Regions from separate parts of the Sus scrofa genome. Here all the other regions are linked to region 2. Evidence: chromatin contacts called from public HiChIP or PLAC-seq data. All regions are on one chromosome and are shown on one strand. Each heading gives the region's core, a stretch centred on a gene start, on an enhancer-like site or on the middle of the called end of the contact. The rest is flanking DNA. Distances are from core to core; before and after follow the strand shown. Region 1 overlaps RREB1 (ras-responsive element-binding protein 1). Region 2 has its middle 180 kb from the start of RREB1. Region 3 overlaps RREB1 (ras-responsive element-binding protein 1).

The links. HiChIP or PLAC-seq counts read pairs in DNA pulled down with a chosen protein or histone mark.
Region 1: a contact with region 2 is called in an H3K27ac HiChIP or PLAC-seq map of skeletal muscle. The contact joins two enhancer-like sites. A contact is called at or near these places in 1 of 47 Hi-C or Micro-C datasets (skeletal muscle) and 2 of 2 datasets of contacts at active chromatin or transcription factors (alveolar macrophages and skeletal muscle).
Region 3: a contact with region 2 is called in an H3K27ac HiChIP or PLAC-seq map of skeletal muscle. The contact joins two enhancer-like sites. A contact is called at or near these places in 2 of 2 datasets of contacts at active chromatin or transcription factors (alveolar macrophages and skeletal muscle).

What each region holds. Positions count from the first base shown.
Region 1 is chr7:4,547,355-4,551,292 of Sscrofa11.1, reverse strand. The region is part of intron 1 of RREB1 (ras-responsive element-binding protein 1); the gene reads right to left. Among named protein-coding and RNA genes, the nearest start is that of RREB1, 37 kb to the right of the region's middle. Within about 2 kb of position 2,437, at least 37 of the 83 cell types and tissues checked have an H3K27ac peak or open chromatin away from gene starts, as enhancers often do. A contact at or near this core is called in alveolar macrophages and skeletal muscle, where this site is marked.
Region 2 is chr7:4,331,119-4,334,768 of Sscrofa11.1, reverse strand. No RefSeq gene overlaps it. Among named protein-coding and RNA genes, the nearest start is that of RREB1, 180 kb to the left of the region's middle. Within about 2 kb of position 1,583, at least 13 of the 83 cell types and tissues checked have an H3K27ac peak or open chromatin away from gene starts, as enhancers often do. A contact at or near this core is called in alveolar macrophages and skeletal muscle, where this site is marked.
Region 3 is chr7:4,567,965-4,571,680 of Sscrofa11.1, reverse strand. The region is part of intron 1 of RREB1 (ras-responsive element-binding protein 1); the gene reads right to left. Among named protein-coding and RNA genes, the nearest start is that of RREB1, 58 kb to the right of the region's middle. Within about 2 kb of position 2,415, at least 32 of the 83 cell types and tissues checked have an H3K27ac peak or open chromatin away from gene starts, as enhancers often do. A contact at or near this core is called in skeletal muscle, where this site is marked.

The DNA of each region.
Region 1 (3,938 bases), core at 1,188-3,687, 220 kb before region 2:
CCAAAAACACGTCACAATGCCAAGAAAGAGTTCTGGTGCCTCGCTATGGAGTGCCACAGGGGTCTCCATCCGTAAAACGGAGCTTCTGAGAATAAAATTAACAAGGAACCTAAAAAATACATAATCATCTCTGCCAAGTGAGCACATTTAATTAGGATTAGTCCTCCTGCCAGAGAAGCTATGCAGACACGACTCCAGGTGACATGTTCAATTCTGGGCACAGACATGAACTGTGGAAGAATACTGAGTAAAATAAAGGCAAACTCATAAGAGCAGGCCAAGCGACCTCTAAAGTCGCTTCCAGCTCTAAATCCCACGGTTCTCAGAACAAGTCTATAGTTGGGGCTTGGGGGGGTCGGCGGAGGAACCACTCCTTCCTTTTACTCTTCTCATTTGATGACTTACAATTAAATTTTAATATTTACGTTTTGAGGCTTCCTTCACACTTGAAACTCCTTTTCTTTAATTTTACTTTTTTTTAATGGCTGCACCCTTGGCATATGGAAATTCCCAGGCCAGGGATCGAACCCATGCCTCCACAGCGACCTAAGCTGCTGCGGTCAGATTCTTGACCCGTGCCCCACAGCGGGAACTCCCGAAACGCCTTTTCTTTAGTGGCTCTGTCTGCCAGGGTATACATGACTTCCCTGGTATCCACCAGAGAGTCCTCTCTGATCCCTACTTTAAAAACTCCAATTTTTGTGTATTATTTCGATTAAAAACATGGCAATCACATTAGGAACGCAGAGGAACAAGCCAGTAATGGTATTGGAACATCGTTTGAATCTGTTCGTGAATCACTTTTTTTTCCTGCAAATCTGGTGAAAATAAATCATATTTTGGTATCTGGACACACGGGAAGGTTGATTTGACACATCAGGTTAACCCACTAAGCAGCTGCACATCACGGGGGGGGGGGTGCGGGTGGGAAGCATGGAGAACTTAATTTTCCATGTAAAACTCCTGCGTCTAAATCATTCTAAAGTATCTCTCAAACTTCCCCATCTCTGAAGCAGAGCCTGGTGAATCAACATATGATTAATCTAACCTTTTTGGGCGATGACTCAGGGTCACTACAATGAACAACTATTACACAAGGTGCCTTCGCAAACGACCGTGCCAGCCTCCCCGTTCGGCCCTGCTCCCGCGCCACAAGGCCGCAGTCGGCCATGCTGGGGTTTTTTTAGCTGAAATCTGTACTGCGGGCGTGTGGACCCACATGCAGTCATAAGCAGTAACACGGAAGGCTCCTCGGCTCTCTTAGCCCGGGGTCCCCGGGGGGGAAACAGCCACGCCGTGGGACTCTTCCCGCTCATGCCTGACATTCTCTCTTGCTGCTCTCAGTGCGTCTCCTTCCGACGGCTGTTCTCCAGCCACACGCGCCCCCCCTCCGCCCGCCCCTCACCAATTCTGACCCCTAATTTCTTGTTGAAAACGGGAGACGAGGTGGTCAGGGCCATACCTACAGGGAGAATGATGGAGCTCTAGTGTGGGCCTGAAAGGACCATCGTGAGTCAAGGGTAGAAGCGACTTCCCATACCCGACTGGCTTCTGAAGCTTGATTTTGCTGCCCTCCCCGCCAACACACACACACACCCCCTGCTGGTTCTCTGTCACTCACATGCTAAATATTCGGGACCTGAGAATGCCAAATAAGTGACCTCCACCTAAGTGATATACGACTTTTGAGTCAACCGAATACTAGCTAAGCAAGCGCTGTTTCCATAACTGGTAGCTGGTACTCCGGCAGTACCCGAGCTCTTACTCTGAACATTATCTACCAAGCACTGTTAACAGCTTGCGATGAAATACACAGCCTGAAAAAAGAAAAAAAAAAAAAAAAAAAAAAGTCCATTTCTTTTTTCTGGACTCTCTGATATTTTAAAGGAAGTAGGAAGTTTTAACTTTGTACTACTTGGAACAATTCAGTTACGTAAGTTAAAGACATAAGGTTTTTAAAAAGATAAAGCGCATAATGAACGTGCTTTAGAGACTTCAGTAAATAAGAAAACTGTCACTTTGTTCTTCAGCTGCATTAGGAACTTCTCACACAAAGAGGCTTGATGGAGGCAGACAGAAAGGGGCTTATCAGCTTAAGAAACGGGAAGGATGGTACAATTAGCTGTCACACAGTCAGATATAATTCAGAACTCGGACGAGGCCAGGGAAAGAAAACCCGGCAAGGAAGGTGCCCATCTGCTCTTTCCCTAACACCCACATACATCCCAGCGGGGCACACCACCTTTTCTCCAGGGTTATTGATACATGCGGCCTGAGAAGAAACGCAACAGCCTGTGGAGGCAGGAGGAGAGGAAGGAAAATAAGAGACGGAAAAGGAAGAAGTCTCTTATCTGAACCACAAGTGCCTCCCGCTGCTCACTCCAACAAGCTGAAGTGCTAGATCCTAGGTATTTGGGTGGGAGGGACCAACTGACCCAGCCCTGCCAAGTGCAAAAGGGCCGCCCCCGGTTCTGCGGAAAGCTGACGCCCTAGCCGGGCACAGCACAGCGAAGGTGAAGTGGCTTGGGGGGAGGCTCGGGAGGGTGTGGGGACGTGGGGTGCGAGAAAGCAGCTTCTCCACCGGCCCCCACAGTATCTGCTGCCCTCACAGTGCGAAAAGATGCTCCAAACCCAAGCAGCTGAGGACAGGGGACCATGAAATGCGAAACGTGTGTGGGGTGAAGGAGCCGAAGAAAAACAGGGGTTTGATTCTAAAACAGATGTACCAAGAGAATCCAGTCTCCTCACGGGACAAGATGGTTTCCTGAGCTTTCGCAGGGCCAGACACACTGGGATCAGAAACATGTTTCGAGCAGCGTGAAGACGGAAAGAAAAAAGGCCCCTCTCCCTCCTCCCTCCAAAAGTGAAAAAAGACAGCGCGGGCCACACACCAGAAATAGCCGAGGCAGCTTCTAAGCGCCAGGATCTGTGCATCAGGAGCGGCTCCCCTGCAGCGCGTGTTATAGCGAGCTCCAGCCTGACTATATATGGTATGTTTACGGAGGCTCAGACACAAACACCACGCAGAACTGATGGCAGACCAGGCCTGGCTCTTAGAGAGCTCGGCTTCTCCGCGTTTACGGCCACGAGATAGCCCCTACGTCCAAGAAGACTCCGGAGGCTTCCAGAAGCATCCTCTCACACTCACTGGCAGGGACTCCCCCTCGCTGCCCTCCACGTCCCCATCCCGACCTCGCCACCCCCACCCCCCGCCGTCCTCCCCCCAGGCCGTCCACCCCGCAGGCCCACAGAGGCATAAATGCACACTCAAGAATGTCTCTTTGAATGGGGCCTATGTTACATGACCAAGGGCACAGACCTGGGTTTCTCCAGAAACAGCTGGCAAGGCTGAGGCCTCTCAGCACAGCCTCCTCTTTGCCACAAAGTATTTTCATCACATCAAATGTCTTGCCCAGAGAGGGAAAGCCAGACACTGAAGTGGGGAGGGGGAGGGGAGCAGGGCTAATGGGAAGATGTTTGAACGTCCTGGGAGAGGAGCAGGGGGTCGGAGGAGGAAGGAGAGAGAAGGAAAGGGGGGAGAGGAGCAGAGGGGGAGGCTGCCCCACTGGCTTTAACAGTCTTGCCCAACCTGTTCTGCGGTGCGCTGGCTCGGTTAACTCCTTTCTGGCAAACGGATGCACACAGCAAGCCTTTCTTCTTCTTTCTGCCACAGCCCGGCTGCAGATGAAGGCCGACGTGAAGGCCTTAAATCCCAAAGAAAAGGGCTAAAGCCATGCCTGACTGGACTTGAACCCATCATCGGTACCAGGCAGTGGGAGACCTTCACTGGCGGCCCGCAGGCCGCCTGCTCTACCACCCTCCCAGGCCCCTGCACCTCCCGACTCCCCCCTGGCAAAGAGGGAAATGGAGGTTGGGTGCTGCCAACAGCTAAGTGGAGGTGAGGGTGAGTGAGGCCCAGTTTTCAGCCACTGGAACTA
Region 2 (3,650 bases), core at 334-2,833:
GCTCCGAGATCAGCTTCTTTAAGATGCTTCCGTGCCTCTCTGCTTAAGTATCTGGTGTGTGTGCTTCCCAGCGGTCCGTGTGTGAGTGTGGATCTCCATGAGGAGGTGGTGTCCTCTCTTCCAGACGAGGAAGCTGGGGCTTCTAGATGTTCAGTGATCCTGTACAGGACCCCAGCTAGGAGAGGGTCGAGCTGGGACTGAGAAACTGAGCCAGTGGGTCGCAGGTCCCTGGCGCCTTGGTGGGCTAAGGATCTGGCATTGTCACTGCCGTGGCTCGGATTTGATCCCTGCCCTGGAACTTCTGATGGGTGCCTCATACACGTTTACTACTGATGCAACGAAGGTATTTCCTTCGGCATCTTAAGAAAGAGGATTAACCGGCATTAACGATCGCTAAACCGTCCTCCATGGTAACATTGCTACGTATCAAGCAGTGATCCGTGGCCTGCGTTGGGCTAGCTCAAAGTGGACATAGCGAAAAAAAAAAAAAAAAAAAAAAAAAAAAAAAAAAAAAAAAAAAAAAAAAAAAAAAAAAAAAAAAAAGCAGTAGACCGATGGCCTCTTGGGGTCTGGAAAGGGAGGAGGAAACGAAGAATCTCTGAGTGTTTCCATCTCTGTCAAAGGTGACATTGCCAACACTCTGGCTGCTGCAAAATCTCTTCCTCCCTGGGGAGGAGAGGTTTCACCAGCCTCTGATGTAATCGCCTAATGCACCCCTCAGATGACTTGAGTTCCAGGCCTTTCCGTCCCTTTCTCTTGGTCTGGTGGCTCAGACAAACAACTGGCTGTTCATTTGGTTTCGTTAGAACCGAGCTGCTGGGGAGAGGGAGGGTGGGCCGTATGCTGGACCAGAAGATGGCAGTCACTGGAAGACCTCGTCTTTTGCTCGAAGCGTTAGGCATTGGCTCCCTGGTTTGTAAACCAGTTCCCTGGTGGACGTGGTTGGCACGAATTCTCCAGCCCCAGCTCACGTCTGGGTGAGCCAGACTTGGCTGCGCTTCTGCATGAGAAAGGCCTTCGTTAAGACGGAGCCCACGATCGTCCTACCGGGTGCCGTGGGATTGCGGCCGGATCTGCGGGCTCCCCTCTGCTCCTTGGGGTGCGCATCTGAGCAGACGTCCCGCTGAAACAGCCTCCTTCACGGTAGCGTCTTAGATTTGAAGGAATCTTTGCAGTCATCTAGTCCAATCTCGTTCTGCCATTAAGCTCCCACAAGTGCTCATCTAGCCTGGCACTGAACCTACTTCCTCCAAGCTGACTCATTTTTGCTTCGCTCTAGTGGCTGAAATTTGCTTTTCCTTTTACATTAAGGGGGCATTTTTGGGCCTCTCAGCTCATTTCTCTAGAGCTACGCAGAATCTGCATGAAAACCCTTTGAATATTAGATTGGCAGCGATTATATAGAACATGTAAACGTTTTTTAAATGACGGATTGTCTTCTCTTTAACCATTTAAGGACGGTTTACTTGGAGACAAGAACTCGATTGGGCAGCTTTGCATTGCAGGCCGATCGTCTGGCCGGGACAAGAACGGAGCTGATGCCGAGCGTCCTTAACTGTTCATTACGTGGCGACTGTCCAGCGCCGGGAAGGTCTGGAGATTTTGCAGAGTTAACAAGTTAGCCTGTGACAGCTTCAGGGCCGCCGGCAAAGGGTATGAGACTTGGGGATGAGAGTCAGAGGACAGTTTAATGCTTGTAGTGATGGCAGTAGCCAGGGTGTCATCGTGTTCTTGTGCCGGGCCCCCAAGCCCCAGCCCACAGGGTGGGCAGAGAGGGCCAGGGGGGCCCTCTGCACGCAGTGGAGCAAGACACAGGACAGCAGCCGGGTGTAGGAAACCCCAGCTTTTTATAATGGGCTCTACACTACCTGCAACCTTAGCCTGGGGACAGACCACCTCTGGTACTAGACGGCAAACAAGCCAGCCCTGTGCTCCAGCGGGAGACGCCCCCTCTGTCTTCGAAGGCCGGTCTCTGTGCAGACATCCTTGGAAGGACAAGCGGGAGCGAGGGCAGTCCCTGCCTCTGCCTGCGACACCAGCAGAGACAGAACAGACCCACGGAGGGTCGCCTCCCAGGAGCAGCTTCCTTTGACGTCACCCCTGGCACACGAATCTCCAGCTTATCTGCCAGCTGTGCCCATGTCCTCCACCTCGCACCAAACCGAAAGCTCAGGCCGAACGATACGGGGGCAAGGATGGAGGTGCGAGGTGGTCAGGGCCTGTGTTTTCCCGCCGAGTTTTGTTCAGAGCCTCCTTCCCCGCGTTCTTTTCACACGGGTCCAGGAGACTCTGCCTTCCTCACAGGCTCCCCGGTGCGGCCGAGGTTGCCCAGGGCTCAGTGGAGAGGAAGGCTGAGCATCGCGGGTGGGGGGGCTTCAGAAGGCGTCATGGGGAGGTGCCAGGTCCGCCAGCATTTTGCTTCCGGCGGTGTGTTAAAGACAACGGGCAAGAAGGATGCTGCTTTCCCTGAAGGGCCTGCGGATGGGGCTCTGAGGACCATTTCACGTCAGTACTGAATCTGCATCCAGGGCTCGCTGCCCCAAAGCTCCACGCATCCGCTCTACTCCTGGTTTTTTGTTAGCCATCCTCTTTTCAGATGGAGACCCTGAGGCCGGCCCCGCAGGGCTCTCTGCATTCCAAGGTCGCAGAGACCTGGGACAGCCTGGGCTGGCGAAGGCCTCCCGACCGGCCCTGTAAGCCTCTCTCGGGAGCGGGGCGGGAGCTCATGAGATTAACACTGCAGGGGCCCAGCCGTGAGACCTGGAGCAGCTCAATCGCCAGGCACGCTGGTGAATAACAGGAATCTCTATCATCCTTTCCGTCAGAAAGCATTTATTTTAAACCCCTTGGCGAGCTCACGGGGTGAGCTGGCCTGTCACACACCATCACATGGCATGGAAACTGGCAATTAAATTTAGCAACCCACCTCGGCAAATCCAGGCCAGCCTGGGAGGAGCCAGGAGTCTTCACTCCCAAATCAGGAGGTTTCCAGAGAAAGGGAAGCAGGGCTCGGTGGGTTACGCTGAATTAGGAGCACCTGTTCCCATCGATAATCTGGCGGCCCTCAAGTGCGGCAGCGGGGCTCAGAGGATGCCCGTTCTGCACACGACCCGGGGGAGGGCGGAGGCCCCGTCGCGGAGCCACGCTCGGGAACGGGGAGATGCCTGGTTTGTTGTCTGCTCCAAGGACAGCTTGTTTGTTTACTGACTCTGGGGGCAGAGACACACGACGTGAACCCAAGAAGAAGTGTCATTTTCCTACATGCCCTGAACGGGGCACTGACTTAGCTGCCCTGGGCACCCTGAGTGGATTTCTGTGATGGCAGGCAGGGAGGTGGGCAGACCCCGCGTGGGTTTTACTGGTTTACAGGGCGCAGTCAGAACTATGGCCTGGGTTCACCGGCACAGCCCTGCCTGCCATCCAGGAAGCTTTGCTGTTATAAAGTTCTGCTTTCTGGAAGGCCCCTTGGGTTGAAAAGGAGCAGAAGTGGAATTTGTGTGTGTGTGTCTGGATCCGGTGGCGTGCGTCTGGATGTCTAAGCCAGAGGAGACGGTCATCCTTTTAGCTAAAAACGCAGCCCGAGTCCTGTGTCTGGTGTGGCCAGGAGAGGGGCTGTTGGGGAGGTCAGAGGACGAGGCCTCGCCCCAGTG
Region 3 (3,716 bases), core at 1,166-3,665, 240 kb before region 2:
GCTCAGGGATCTGGCGCTGCTGTGAGCTGAGGTGTAGGTCGCAGACACAGCTCAGATCCCGGCTGCCGCTGTGGTGTAGGCCGGCGGCTACAGTTTAGGTTTGACCCCTAGCCTGGGGAATTCCACGTGCCTCAGGTGAGGCCCTAAAAAGCAAACAAAACAAAACAAAACAAAACAAAACACCAGTCTTCCAAGCAACCACCTCAATCCACGTGGGGAACCACAGGGAGGAGAGAGCCAACCGGACGGCTGACCCCGCAACGTCCACCTTCTGACCACGGACGGAGAGGACCCCGACGTCAAGGACGTCTTTCGGCGGAGCGGAGTAACAAGAGCCACCACTCTGCTGTCCGGGGCTCTCCCAGGCCTGAGGGATTCCCGGAACTCCGAGTGGAAAAGCACAAGAGGGTTCTGAGAAGAAAATTCAAGATGCTCCTTACCTCCACCCCCACTGCCTGGAAAAAGGAAAAAAAGGGAAGGGGGGGGAAGACCGGTGAGGAGAGGCTGTGCCCTATGGACGCAGCAGAAGCCCCAGGAGCTGGAAGGGTTCTGGGTTTGCCTCCCCACACAGGCTGGGTGCAGATCCCATGGAGGCAGGATGGCCTGGAGAGGGCAGAGGTCCCTCCCGAGCGCAGCTCCAGCCCCGGAGGAGATAAGGGACAATGCTACGTGAAGCCAGAAAGAGGAGATTAAGGCTTCTGTCCCAGGACCAATGAGATAGCGAAGAGGAGATGAGAGATAAAAGGAACCACGGTCTAGCGAGAAAGCCTCCCAGCTTGTGTGGACCTGGAGGGCCCTGCAGTGGAATCTAACATCTGCCTGCCGCCCCGGGAGATGGGCTCAGCTGGATGCCGCGGGTGTCAGCAGAAGCCCACCAACGACAGCACCGGGCCAGCCTAGCGGGGTGCTGGGCCTGAGGGATGTCCACAAACACTCGGGGTGCTTGATGCCTGGAACAGCCCAGGAAGAGCCAGGGCGCCGGTGTGGGGCCAACCCGGGAAGGGCTGACAGCACTCCAACCCCAAAACGCTCTGGGCTCCCAGGGGACTTAACCAGCAGCAAGCACATCTCTCTGAGGCAGGAAGTCCCGGCTGGGCCGGGGAGGAGACCCAACCAGACTGGCTGTGGCACCATAGCCATGCCTACAAAGCTCGGGGCAAAACTGTCTCCTCTAAACCAGGACGGCCTCGCGTGTGCTCTGAAGGCCGACAGCTGTGATGACGGCTCTGAGTTCCAGGAAGTTGATGTGTTTCTTGGCTGAGGGTTCAGTCTATGCCTTGGGTCGGGCAGCAACTCATGCGGCCCCCTCCCCCTCGCTGGCACGGGCTTTGGTCAGAGGGAGCCTTGGAGTGTCACGTAGAGCATTCGAGCAGGCCCAGCGTGGTCGGCCAGCCCGTGAGCTGCTCCAGCCAGTTCCGGATGCTCCCCCTTGGGTGAGGAGGGGCTACCAAGGGGTGGAGGGGGAGATGCACCCCAGGTACACAGCCCAGGTTCAAGACAGCAAAGCGGGGAGGGCGGCAGCCACCCTGGGTCCCAAGGCCGTGTATGCGCTCACGCCTTCGGTTGTCTGTTGACCTCTGTCCCCGCGACATGCCCCCCACCTTTTTCTTTGGAGGGCTGCACCTGCAGCCTACGAAGTTCCCAGGCTGGGATTAAATCAGAGCGCAGCCATAGACCTACACCACAGCTCACGGCAACGCCAGATCCTTCACCCACTGAGCAAGGCCAGGAATCGAACCTGCATCCTCAAGGGTAATAGTCGGGTTTGTAACCTAGTGAGCCGTAACGGAACTCCCAACACGCCCCCTTTCAATGGTGATCTTTACCTGCTGTTCAAAGCTCTTCCCTGCTCTGGCCTCAGTTTACTTCCTGACTCTCAGGACGACAAGTCCCCACACTCGCCACTGAGTTTCTTCCCCCAGAACACACACCTGCACTGGTCCCCGAACCCCAACCCTCATGGGCCACTTTTCCCAGGATGCCCCCACTGGCTGGAGGCTCCCTGTTCCAAACCCTGACTCGGAGACACTAGGACACTAAAACTAACACTAAGACTGAAAGACTAGGGCCCAGACTACTGGTGACAGCGGCCACGGCTTTCTAAATAACGCTCAGCACGCGCTCAGCTCAGCACCTCGTTCAGTCCTCGTAACCACAGCCCTGGGAGGGCCAGTCCCCTTGTGTAGGCCTCAAGGTCACGGTGGCAGAGCAAAGTGGATCTGATCTAAACGCTGTTTCTTTTGGACAAAATTCCCGCCTCCTGGCACAGGGCTGGAGAAGGCAGATGCTCTCCATCAGTCACGTTCTCTGACTGCTCACCATCTTCTGAGTCATCTCGGCCCCTCCAGACTGCTCAGCGCCTGGCCTCCCGTTTCCGCCTGTTTCTAGGCAGGAAAAAGGACTCCCTGCTCCCACCTTCTCCTCTGCCTTCCTCTCGGGCAGGAGCAGGGCTGAGTCCACTGCCAACTAACAAGTTTGCTGCCCGGAGCCGGTGGCCACGCCCAACCCCGCTGCGCAAAGGGACAGGAATGCCACTGCACACCCTGGTCTTCGCTCAGCAGTGACGGGAAGAAGGCACCAGGCGCTTGAAACCCCGAATCCTGAAACCCTGCCCAGTCCTGTCCAAGGGGCCAGGTCCAAGTGACCCACCAGCGCAACCTCCAGCTCAGAAGCGACCCGAGTACACCAGGCTGCCCACCAAATACAACCCTGGAGCCCACACGCCTGGGCCCTGGAATTCCAAAGGGACGGGCGTGTGTAAGTGCTGGGGCAGGAGGGGGGGCACAGCCGGTGGGGAGTGCGCGGAAGAACCACGCAGGTCACCTCCCCAAGGAGATCGACAGTCCCGTCTGGTCACTGAGACGCTAGCTACCGCTGACCCTCCCTCCAACACAGCCACCCCGAGTCCCCACCCAGCAGCATCTTGGACCCTGGTTAGAAATGCCGACTCCCAATAAGCCAGTCATTCAACCAACACCTTAAACTGACACAGGTCAACTACACCTGCAGGAAGAAATGAAGGTTTCCAGGCGCCACCCAGAACTAATGCGAAAGAAACCCCTCTGGGTCGAGCCCTGCAGTCTGTGCGTTGGCTCTCACCAAAGGGAACAGGCGCTGTGCGCGGAATTCTGGAAGAAGGGTGACGCCAAAGCAAGGGAGGCCTGAGAAACCTTCCTGCTATGAGGATCTGAATGAAATCACTCCTTATCACCACCCCGCCCCCCGGAGCAAAAGTCAGTCTCTGGAGCAGAGCCTCAGATCCCAGGTCTAACTTTAGCTTTACCTACTGCAAAGAAATAATAAAAGAGTCAAGTAAGTAAGGGCGGGGGTGGCGGGAGAGGGCGCCATCCACACGGGGCCTAGTCTAGCTCCCCCAGGAACCAGGATGCGTGGGACGCGAGGACGGGGCCGGGGCCACAGTGCACAGGCAGAGCCGCTCAGCCTGGGCCCCCCCGCAGCTCTGGACCCTCAAAGACCCCCCCACACCCAGAGCCACGCCGTTCACCAAGCTTGTCCGCTCCAGGGTGCTGTGGGATGGTCCCCAAAGGTGAGCCCCTTGGCCAGGATTCCCGGCGGCCCTGGACACCCTCTGGGTCTCCCTCCTGGCAGTAACTGTCCACTGTGCCAGAAGGCAACCCCAGGGCATCCCAAGGCCTCACCGGTTCCTGTGTTTCTCTCTTAATGAGACCCATGGTGGAGGAAGGAAAACGGACTGG